Regions from separate parts of the Arachis hypogaea genome. Here region 1 is linked to region 2. A link is a contact called in public Hi-C data. All regions are on one chromosome and are shown on one strand. The core of a region is the stretch at or near the end of the contact, and the rest is flanking DNA. Distances in the headings are between cores, read along the strand shown. Region 1 holds the start of LOC112730335 (putative disease resistance RPP13-like protein 1). Region 2 has its middle 8.5 kb from the start of LOC112727839.

Region 1 (6,500 bases), core at 2,941-5,440, 39 kb before region 2:
TCATTAGTATTTCTAAATTGTTGACGGATCCTATTATAAATGGAAACCAATGAGTATACTAGTGATTGTAGATATAGAAGCATAATGGGATAGTAACATTAAGGCTTTTTATTTTTTTCATAACCCTCTCCCCACAAAAAAAAAAAGATTGCAAGAATGTTGGGTAGATCAATTTGGATTGAAGCTGACAAAAGTCAGATCAGCAATACATAATAGAATTCGATGAGGTCAAATTAGGGAGAAATGCAAGATGGGTGAAAAACATAGAACTTTATCAAACTGAATTTAAAATTGGAAGTCCTTCTAAATCTATAAATTGTTTCGTAAGTGCCCAAAATGACAGAAATAAAAAATAAATAAAGAATTGATATTTGATGACATAAGTAAAGAAAGTCGTTTCCTTCCTAATTACTTACCTATAAAATAGTCATCAGGTTTATATTGAATTCGTGGATCGTTCATCTCTTCCAGTTTGCGCCTCAAAGGAGATTCTTCCCCAATGCGGAGTTTTGCTACAGAGGCAGGAAGGTTTTCTTGTGTGAAATTCTCCAGCTTTGGACAGTATTTAATTGTTAATTGTTGGAGGGAGGTCAGATGGTGAAGTCCCTTGCAGTCTAGCGTCTCCAGATTTGAAAAGTACCACAATTGTAGAGACTCGAGGGAAGTAGGAAGGCAACCCTCTCTTGGGAATGACTTAACTTCCTTCCAAAAAGTAAGGATAAGATGGGTAAGGCCTTGACTCCGCAAACCATTGGATGTTATCCACCTCGCTAGTTTCTGGCAATTATGGATCCGAAGAGTTGTCAAGCTCCGCGGGAGGCACTCCTCTCCAAAAGAATCCATTTCTGGGCAATATGCTATATACAGCGTCTCTAGGTGGGGCGCAACAAACCTTAGCTCCGGCATGGATACTAAATGGGGGCAATATGTGATTGAGAGTGCCTTGAGATTTGGAAGAGCCAGTAACGGAAACAACGTCAATGAATCACACTTGTACACAAATATCTCCCTTAGCCACGTGTGTTGCAATGGCTCTGAGAATGTTAATTTTGAACAATTACAGATTTGGAGATATTGTAATGTAGCGGGCAAATAATCTCCTGAAATTGATATGGCTGACCAACAATCCTTGATTATCAAAGCTTGGAGATACACCGATTGGATGCGGGGCAGGCACTTCAATGCGGACTTGGTTTGCCGAGTTTCTGAAATTAATACCTCACACCGTGCCGAATTCCTATAGCACGCAGTACCCATTACAAGTAATTGGTGGAGCTGGGGAGCTCTCTGAAGTGAAAGCGCAAGCTCTTCGCATTTCCAAATGGTAAGTTGCTCCAGAGCCGGAAGGTGAGCTGGCAGATCTCCACTTAACACCGGACAATCATGTATTGAAAGCCTTTTGAGTTTAGGAAATCCATCAAACCCATCAGGAATATGCCACTCTCGCCAACCATGCATTCTATGAAATGCCAGACTTTGAAGGGATCTGAAGTGCGTCCCCTCATGAGATGATTCACCGTTCTTGTAAAACTCACCACCAATCCTCTCCAACCCATCAAGTCCAAATAACTCCATATGCTGCAGAGACGGTAACTGTCCCAGCGAAGGAAGCTGACGACAATTCTTACAACCATTCATTCTCAATTTGGTCATATTGGAGTAGCAAGATAGACCTAAGCCTAACCAGTTTGGGAATGTTTCACTCCTATAACCCACAATTGATAACTCTTTCAAGTTTCGGTGAGGTTGTAACTTGTTAAGTATCTCTCTCTCATTTTGAAAATCAACAATATCAATATCACAATGTGAAAGCCATTTCAATTCTAAAATGTTGATGTGCTTCTTGTTACTCATCTTTGCCTCTGAAGCTTCACAACTGTTGTTGACATTCTCTAAGTTGGAAATGCAAAGTGAGCCATGGAGATTGTCAAGTGTTCCCAATTCTCTTATCCCATTCTCTTTATCCCTCCCGACAATATAGTGCCACAATGAATTCAAGTGTTTTAAATTGCTCATTCCCTTTGGCATCTCTATCAACGAAAAAGTTTCTTCAATATTAAGATGGCGCAAGTTCACAAGATCTTGCATGCGGCTAGGAAGCATCTCTAGCTTATTACAATAACTCAACTTCAAAGTTTGGAGATTGTATAATTTACACAATGACTCGGGCAATCTGACAATAGGTGTGTAAGAGAGATCCAAATAATATAAATGGATCAGATTTTCTATTGAATCAGGCAATGACTCAATAAAAAAATATTTAAATGATAAAACTCTTAAACACCTCAATTGTAAAAGTGAGAACAAAAGTTCATTTTCAATATGAATTGATGCAAAATGAACATTAACATTTAGAAATGTTCTCATATGCATGCTCTATTATAGGCCTCTCCAAAACTTAAGATTGGATCCCTAGGATTTGTAGTATATGACAAATGACGAATTCTGTTGCAAATCTTTTGTAGGATCCCAAATTCTTGGACTCTAAAATAGAATTTCTCAGTAAAAGATGTTGCTAGATCATGCATGAGGTCATGCATTACAAATAAGCTAACATCTCCACTAGAAGGTTGAAAAAATGACCTTGCAACTAATTCATCAAAATATTCACAACCAATATTTTCTAGGGTGTTGTTTTCTGTTGGACGCACAAAATCTTCAGCCATCCATAGCAAGATTAATTCTTTTTTGTTGAATTGATAATCCTCAGGGTATAATGAGCAATAAACAAAACACCTCTTTAAATGTGAAGGAAGGTAATGATAGCTAACTCTTAATGCTGGAATAATCTTACTCTCATCTTCCGAAAGTTCCCAAATTTTAGTATCTAGTATATGCTCCCAATACCCTTTAATATGCTTATTGCGCAATAGACCCCCAAGTGTCTTCACTGCCAAAGGTAATCCCTTACATTTTTCAACAATTTTTCTACCAATTTTTTCTAGAATTGGATATTGTGTAGAATTAGTAGAGATTGATGAATGTTTCAGAAACATTAACCAACAATCATTGGGAGACAATGTGTTTAATTTGTAATGTCGATTCATAGTTGATACTACAGAATCAATATTTTTATTACGAGTGGTTAAAAGAATTTTACTTCCTTTATTTCCACTCAGAAAAGGTTTTAGAAAACTGTCCCACAAATTTTGTTGATTATCCCAAACATCATCTAAGACAACCAAAAATGTCTTCTCTGTTAACTTTTTCTTCAATTGAGTTTGAAGTGAATTCAAGTTAACCAAGTCACAAGGAGTAGAAGTTATATCCTCTATTATAGCCTTTGAAACACTAATAGGATCAAATCTTGTAGCAACACACACCCATGCTTTAGGAGCAAACTTCCCCTTAACTCTGGCATCATTATAAACCCACTGAGCCAAAGTAGTTTTTACAATTCCACCAATGCCTTCTATAGACATCACAGACAATTTATCATTGCAAGTGTCATCTAACAAGAATCCAAGTATGGCCTCCTTGTCATCATCCCTTCCATATATATCAAAACTTTCAAGCAGTGACGATTGAATTCTCCATGACATGTCCTCTGGATCTTCGGCAAGCTCTTGCTTTAGATCAAGATCATCTTTCTCCTTAACGATAGACTCTAGTTTATCAACTAAGTCTTGCATGCTAGTTACTACCCCCATTTCACCATCATCACTATCTTCTAAGATTGAATCAACATAGTGAGACCAGGAAGAAGAGTTACCTGGATCCCTTTGAGTGACAGCAGCAGCTTTAGTGGAGATTTCTTCCAGCAGGTCATCAGCCAAATAGAGAGCATCTTGGAGATCAACAACCCACTTCCTGACTTCTTGGTCTCTGATCTGCTTCTGCTCAGCATCATCAAGCACAAGGCGAGTTGCACGGAGACTCGCCCTCAGACTTCGAAACAACTTCTGGTCAGCTAACTTTCTTGCTATTGGAGTTGAGTTGGCATCGAGTGCAGACAGCTTGTCCAAAACAGCATCAACAAAAGATGAAAGATAAGCTCTACCCTGAAGTTTTGCAACCATGATTATTGAGCCTCAAGTTCAGGAGATGATGAGATCACAAGAAAGAAAGATTGGAAGGTGATGAGAAAAGCTATTGTAGCAAGCACAAGGGATTTCAAGGGTTTGCAGTTTGCAGTGCACCAACAACGTTCTTTACTGGGTTCCATAACATTGACCCACATATATTTGTGCACTGCTAAAGTATCTATAACAATTAATAATTAATTAATTAATTACATCCCTAATGAATTATAATTTAAATAATATAGTCTATTTATACTTATTTAAGAGATTACGAATTTGAATTTTTTTATCTTTAGTAAAAAAAAATTAATTAATTATATGATAAACTATTAAACTTAAATTAGGTGATACCAGTTGCGTAAATATATTCCTCAACAATTATAACAATAATGATATCGTCAATAAGATTAAATAACGATTCAGTTCCTTCATAAAAACATTATTAGTGCAGAAACTAAATAAAACTTCTAAAATCTCATTTTATTTATTCCTGCATCATTATCTTATAAGACTCCGGCCAGCTAGAGATTATCAACTTCAATCTTATTATAATAATAAGAAATTGTTTCTTTTAATGGTTTATCATTTTATTGATATAGGGAAATAATAATAGTAATATTTCAGAATAGTTTAGCCCCCGCACTAGCATATATAAGACTCTGTTGATGTTTTCTTTTTTGGTGACAGACTCTGTTGACGTTGATGTTGTTGTTGTAGTCGTCCTTCTATTAGAAATTTAGAATAGTTTATTCGACCAAAAATTTTTTATCTTGTATTCTCATTGATCTTAGTTTTTTCGTTAAACATTAAGAGTTAGACTGTTAATTTAAGAGATTGAATGAGTACAAGTGCTGACACAGTATTATTGGACTGTCTTCAAAACCATCACATAGAAGATACCCGAAGCACACAAATTCACAAATAGATTATCATTAATTGATATGCTATAACAATTTCTCTTGGCTGTTGCAATTTTGAAGGGGTCGCCTCTTTTTTCTTTATTCTCTTTTCTTTTCTTTTCTTTCAAGTTTTAAGTCTCCTCGTCATGATTCTCTTTGCCACTCACTTGAAATACAAGATGATGGAAGGGATCACCTCTTTTTCTTTTTCTTTATTCTCTATTTTAAGTCTCCTCGTCATCATTCTCTTTGCTACCCACTTGAAATACATGAGATAGCATCAATACTCTCTACTTTTAGAAATGATGTTATATGTATATAAAAAGTCACTCCTACAACACACACGAAAAATTAAATCGCAGCAAAACTGCATTCCAGCGTGTGGTTTGTCGCACATAGATTAGTGTTTACGCGGTTTTCAGCAACGACTAGTATAACCGCCACAACCGTAATTCTATATGCAATGTATTGCGGAGGTTTATACAATTTTCACAATGACATTAAAAAATTTTGGCTTCGTAAAGCTGTTCAATTATATTGCTTCTATATCTAGACAAACATAAATTTCTCTGCTACAATTTTCAATAGCTGCAAATGTTAGACCGGAACAGAAAAAAAAAATCAGTAATCATACAGCTCAAAGAAGATCTATTACAAGCCATATATATGAAGAAATGCATATAAGATCAAAGGAAAAATGTATAGCCTTAAAACTTTAAAGTATATAGATAAGGAAAAACTAGAAGCATCGTATTTAGTCTTTCACTGTTGGGATATTTGGATAGAGCAAATGCAATTGATCTTCTCAAAATCTCTCCAATGCCCTCTACTCCAAGTTTAACAGAAATATAAAATGCCTCAGGTGCATTTATTTGAGCAAGCAGATCAGCCAGAGGTTGGATCTGCTCATCACTGTATTCACTGACTCCTGAGACTATGCACGATACTTTTATTTGACGCAAAATGTAATAAAAAAACACTGCATACAGATTTTTCTTCTCTTCTCTTGAATTTGTAAGGGAATACTGAATCAATCATAGGAAGGCAGAAGAGAAAATCAAAAGTTCGAATCTACGTATCAATGCAAGGACATTTATTAGATTGGACTTCTCTCCATACTAATGTCAGAAGAATCAAATACCTCCAAAAAAATAAACTGAACTCCTCCAATCAGATCAAGTTGATCCATGAGGAACTTTGGTGTGGAGAGTTCAAGCTTAATAACTTCATCCGGAACTTCATAAAACATGTTGGTTAATATGGAAATAAGCTTACAGTGAACTAATTCTGCCCAAATTGTTCTCCCTGATAGTTCTTATAAGCTCCTTCATAACCTAAATGCATACTTTGATGTGAAAAACCCTTTTCTTCAAGGGAAGAAAAAAAGTGAGCAACTAAATTAACCAGGCACATCATGCTTAAAGATACAAAGCATATCAATAATTGATAATGGAACAGTGATGAACACCTACGCAAATACCAAATATAAAAGACAAGCAAGATTTTCAAATGCCATTGAATAATCCATGCCTTAAATAATCAAACTATACATCTTAGACAAGAATATAGCACAATCCAT
Region 2 (5,805 bases), core at 16-2,515:
TATTAAACAATGATAAAAGCCAAAAAAATAAATAACTATTTATTTAAGAGAACACGTCTATCTAATTTTTATTTGAAAGAATAACACAATAACTCTAGTTAGAATACACTAATACAAATAGTATTAGTATGTATATTTAGTAATTTTCTCAATTTTTATTTTGTTATTAAAATGAAAGCCCACAAAGAAAATCGAAACTACAAAGCTACTAATCGGGGTAAAGAAGCTTTTCTACCATCATCAAACATAATTTGTCTTATACCAATTTATGTTGGCCTAATAGTTAACTCATTAGTCCGTCTAAGCAAGTATTAGGGGGTTCGAATCCCGTCTTGTAGATACAGTAATTCATTGGCTAGCAGCGAATTCTTAAATAGAGCTCAAATCCACAATCAATTAGTCCTTGACCTACCAGACTGAAGAATATCGTGAGAAACCAAAAATTATAATTTGACTTAATTCTCTTGTAGGGTGATCAACAAAGAAATATCCTTAGTCTTGAGACTTCTTTTGACAACCAATTAGCAATTAGCTTCTTTTTTCCCCTTCTGATATGTGTGTGCGAAACTGTGAATCTAATTTGCCAATTCCCATCTTATACCTTCAATACTTCTCACCAAAGAGTTGGGGTGATTCTGATTTCTCTTTCCTCTTTTTAGTACCTCCAGAGCCGGAACAGAGATTGCCTCAAGTATGACTCTCCTAATGACCAGATCCCCAAGCTGTTCTTAGCTTAGCCCCTGTAAAATCCCCACATCTCCGCTTGAAAGGCTGTACAGATACCAATATTCATGGTAAATCCTGCTACTCGTCTTCCTTGTTCATCTCGGATTAGCCCCCACATCCAGCTTCTCCAGGGTTTCCAATCGAAGCTCCATGTGTTAATCTTGACCCACCTCATCGGAGGGGGTGTCCAGGCTATGCGATTTCAGTTCTCACTTTCCTTGTGTGCAGTAATTTACCTTTCTGAAATGCTTCCCTGATTGAATTCACATAATTCATGATGAAACTTTACCGCTTTCCACAAAGAAAAAGTGGCTTCCAGCCTCAATTTGATACTGGAAGCATGTAGATAAATCTTTTATACTAGTGAACTAAGAAGAGTTAGTGCTGACATGTCATTTTTTTATAATTTTGAATTTTCTTTAAAATAAATTTTACTTTAAAAAACAAAATTTCAAAGAGAAGTTCTGTGGTGTGGATTGAAAAAAACATCCATATATATAGATAGTAAGGTGTGTACATAAGGCAATTACCGCGTAGCTTCCTTCGTCTGACTTGCATGAAGAACTACAAACATAAAAGGCTGCCACTACAGGTTGATGCAGACGTTGTCATACTTGGTGCAAGTTTTAGTTTAAGAAAATTATTATTAATGTGAGTGATTATGTTTGAAAATTGGGCCGAAACGTTTTGGATTTGCTTAGGGTAAATGGGCTTCTTGTTTTGTACAACGTGAGATTATACAATCTCCTTTGAATTTCTTTTTATCATTTATGTTCTAATATGAAAACTGTTAGGATTTTACATTTTTAAATGGATTAAGAAAACAAGAACGAGCGGGACATTGTTTTAAACTTTTACAAAGAAACAAAAAAAAAAAAAAGAGAGAATGATGTATGTTAATAATAATAATATAAAATATATTTATTATTGCTATAGTCAAATTATTAATACATAAAACTTATTATGTTTACAATATGATGATAATAATTATGTTTACAAATAGTAAAAATTTATTATCTAATACTTTTAATTATAAGTACAATATTTAAGAAAAAAAATTAAATCCTTTTACAAAGAGATAATGATATCTTTAATTATTTTATTATTTAATTTCGTTATCGTTATATAAATAATTTTTTTAATTTTAGTAATTTTAATTAACATGAATAAGTAAATAAGAATACAAATAAAAAAATGAAGATTATGAAAATAAATAAAAATAACAACATCCTTTCTATTTTAATAAATTCACTGATATTATGTTATAATATCAACTCATACGAAATAGAATAAAAAAAAAATCATGTAATTTTAAATGAGTGATAATTACTAAGTAGACATACTATTTATTTAATCAATGTAATTAGAATTTTTATTTTTTTTTTCTCTTCAAATCTTATAAGATTAAAGAACATGAAAAATTAGATTAAAAGACCGTTAAAAAGATTTAATAATAAACTTATTAAGAAGGACCAAATATTTTCATTAATATTTATAAGAAGGAGGAGTAAATCTTTTTATAAAAAAAATAAATATATCCTTAATTATTTTTTCATTTATTTTTCATAATCCTTATATTAATAATTTTCATTAACTATTTATTTTTATGTTAATTTATTTTCATAATCTTTACATTTTTATTTTAACTTATTTCCATGACTTTTTATTTTTATTTGTTTTCATAATCTTCATTTTTTAATAGTTCATTTTTTTAATACTTCAGCTATCGGCATAAGTGTGTTCTTTGACTAATCATACGAGTTTCTCTCTTGTTTTGTCATATCTTCTTGCCTCTGCTTTACTTTTTCTACATTTAATCAAGGAATGCTAATGTCAAGTTAATTGTACTTCACTTCTTTGTACTTTACTTCAAGAACGTGTTAGGCCTTGAATTAAAAGTGTATAAATTAAACCTTTAAACATTTTAAGGTATGTAAATTAGGCCTGGTGATAATTATTCTATTGATTGGTTGTAAAAATAACACATGTTTAGGGTGTAATAGTTGCAAACTTAGGGAAGCTCAAAGGAGCAATTTGCACGTAATTAAAAGTTTAAAGAGGTGTAATGCACGTATATCGGATAATTTGTACATTTTAATAAGTTTAAGGGACTAAAAAATTTTACATTTTTTATTTAGGAGTTGTGTTATTAGAAATTAAGATAATTGCTTCTTGTGGTGAGGTGTGGAATATTTATCTATTTTTGGTCGACTTGTGGAACAAACTATCATTTTAATATTTAAAGATTGATTAATTTGCTCACGAAATAAAAATTAAAAAATTCAGTTCTTGATTTATGGATATCCATGTTTTTTTTTTTTGAAATGAAATTTATTTTATTTCTTTGCTTAGATATTGAATAGGGGAACTATTTTTGTATTTTCTTTTTTCACTTTGTTAGGCCATGATGAAAAAGTATGGTCTGTATGCATATACCCACTCTTAATGATGATATCGCTTTTTCTATTTGGTATGAGTTAGATTAAAAAATACTATTTAATAACATGTTTTATATTTTATGACATTAAAATTATTATTGTTATTACTATTGTTACTATTTTATTGTTATATCCTATTTTTTATTTCTTCAAAATTTGTATTTTTTTATAGTATTTTCTAGATCTTAAATAATGGAAAGTAGTTATGTTTTAAGATTATTATTTTTTATTTTATTTTAATTTTAAATTGATTTGTAAATATAGCATAGGAGACCATATTTCTTGATTTACATTTAAGTTCCAATGGCCATTAATCTTTTGGTTCGATTCTACACCTTAAATGAAATTGCATTACTATTATTCGTAGAGAAATGTCTACTCTTTCCATAGTTGTTGATTAATTCTTTAATCTTGGTTGGCTCTCTTCAGTGGTAACTATCTTTTTCAATTGTTGTTTTATTTTGTAATTTGATTTGTGCATTTTTACAAGAATAATAAGTTATGACCTTGTGCATATTGTTATGAAAATAGTGAAGGCTGCAGCATTTTTTTTTTTTTTTGGTTTGTAGTGAACTGACAATGCATCATTTATGAAATTCTGATATTTGAGGAATATGATATATTTTTTGTTAAGTTTTTCAGTATAGCTATTTTTATAGACATTATCAATAATTGTTTTCTATAGAGATTTAAAGGTTTAATTTTTACTGGCCAAAATTCTAAATAACTAATGTGTATGACTATATATTTTCATTCTAAAACTTTTTTTACACTAATTAATGACATTAATATTCTTTTGAAGGAACTATTTTCCTTTTATTTGTTTTCATTTTAGACCCATAGAGAGGTTGTGAATTACTCAACATCCTTGATTTGATTTTGATTATGATTAATGAGATTTAATAGTTTATTTTTTGTTCTTATGAAAGTGGAATACTTCATGACAGATGACAACTATGATTGCTATTGAGGATATTAGGATAGAACTCTAAATTATCCAAAGTTTCAATTGGGCACAAGAATAAACTTGGTATAATTCTATGAAGTCTATGAAGATTTGACATTATTTAATATAGTTATGGATTGAGGTCATAATCTTTGATTCTATTGTGACTTAAGAATATAATCTTAAGCTAAACGAGCGTAATTAGGGGAGAAAAAAATTTAAAATTGGATTACTTCTTATATAAATGGAACTATTATTTTTTTTTATTTTTTTATTGTACTTTGTTGGAACTATAACTTAATTATAATGTTGACTGCAAATTTGAATTCAAATTCTACTATAATCCTTCACGTTTTTTTTCTCTTCAATCATAAACCTGTCCTGGTCACATTATGCAAAGGAGGTTCTATGTTTTTTATATTCCTAATTGGTTGTATTAGTCTTACTTTTTTATATTTAAATTTGAATCTTTAGTTTTGTTGTTTGTCTTGGGGCATTACTTTCAAGTATAATTTACTTTATGCACTAGTTTGGTGAATAAAATATAGATCATACTTTATGATTTGTTGATTATAGTATGCCATTAGTTACATAATGATTATTACCAAATTCATCCTGTTTCTGACTTCTTTTGTATAGTATCACTTTTATTGCTCAATATTTTTACAATGGTTAATTAGTGATGTTTTGTTCAATGATGTAATTATAATTGTAGACCTTGTAATAATGACAAGAGTGTTCAGGAGTGGGTTTCATCAATCAGGTTTTAATTTTGATGATAGATCGACTAATTTTGATAAAGTTGATATGTAGCTAAAGCTACACTAATAAAATTGAAATGTAGTTGATTAACTATTGTATATTATCTGGTTCAAAATAATCTTTCATTTGGATAAATTGATATCTATTAAACTGAAAAACTCTGAGCTAAATGCCATATGAAGTTCTCTTAAAATTGTGAGTTTTTTTTGTAGGTTGATGATGAAAATGGTATCCATATTTCTATAGGTTTTTATAATTTTGTCGATAGATTCAGGCTAAAAGTTACTATGTGTTAGGATAATGTTTAGGTTTAGGGATTGGATTTTATGTAATGTTAGAAAATTGAAGTTTTATTATTTTTGTTATGGTTTTTGAAGAGTTTTGTATTTTGACATTTGAGCTTTTGTTGTGTTGGTTATTTATGAAAAAAATTGTTTTATTTCATTGAAGATATAAAATATAAAGTACAGTACATAAATTAAAATAAATAAGAATAAATAAAAAATTTTAAAAAGTAAGGTGTTTAAAAAAATTCATCTTTTTAGAGAATGTTGATATTTATTTCTAATAAGATTTTTTTTTTTTGTTAAAATAAAAACAGGTAGTCATCTTAGATTAGTGTCTTAAATTTAAATTATGCACATCTAGTATAAATTATAGTTGTTAGATAATGAATGTTATATTGTTATATACTTGAGTTTTTTCTATTACTATATTGATCATTTTTATTATATTATATTTTTTTTTTATCCTTTTTTTAATCATATTCCTTTGCTAAACATCATATTTCAAATTATATATACAATTTTTACTTGATATTATTTAATATAACTTAGATTTTTTCCAAAATTAATCTTATCCTTTTTCAAATCTAAACAATAACATATGTTGCCGTGCGAATGCACGGGCTACTCTACTAGTACATAACTACAT

The links. A called contact is a pair of places that touch in the nucleus more often than the background predicts.
Region 1: a contact with region 2 is called in a Hi-C map of an unstated tissue, with 2.6 times the contacts expected there. The contact joins the promoter of LOC112730335 here to the enhancer-like site in region 2. A contact is called at or near these places in 3 of 8 Hi-C or Micro-C datasets (leaf and an unstated tissue).

What each region holds. Positions count from the first base shown.
Region 1 is chr12:99,231,470-99,237,969 of arahy.Tifrunner.gnm2.J5K5, reverse strand. It overlaps LOC112730335 (putative disease resistance RPP13-like protein 1), which reads right to left and starts at 4,190. Exons shown (of 4, transcript XM_029290786.2): 1 at 417-4,190; 2 at 1-30. The coding sequence starts at 4,019. The coding sequence ends at 2,364. It overlaps LOC140177084 (a long non-coding RNA gene), which reads right to left and starts at 6,428. Exons shown (of 2, transcript XR_011868771.1): 1 at 6,063-6,428; 2 at 5,519-5,946.
Region 2 is chr12:99,190,246-99,196,050 of arahy.Tifrunner.gnm2.J5K5, reverse strand. No RefSeq gene overlaps it. Among protein-coding and RNA genes, the nearest start is that of LOC112727839, 8.5 kb to the right of the region's middle. Within about 2 kb of position 1,265, at least 2 of the 3 cell types and tissues checked have open chromatin away from gene starts, as enhancers often do.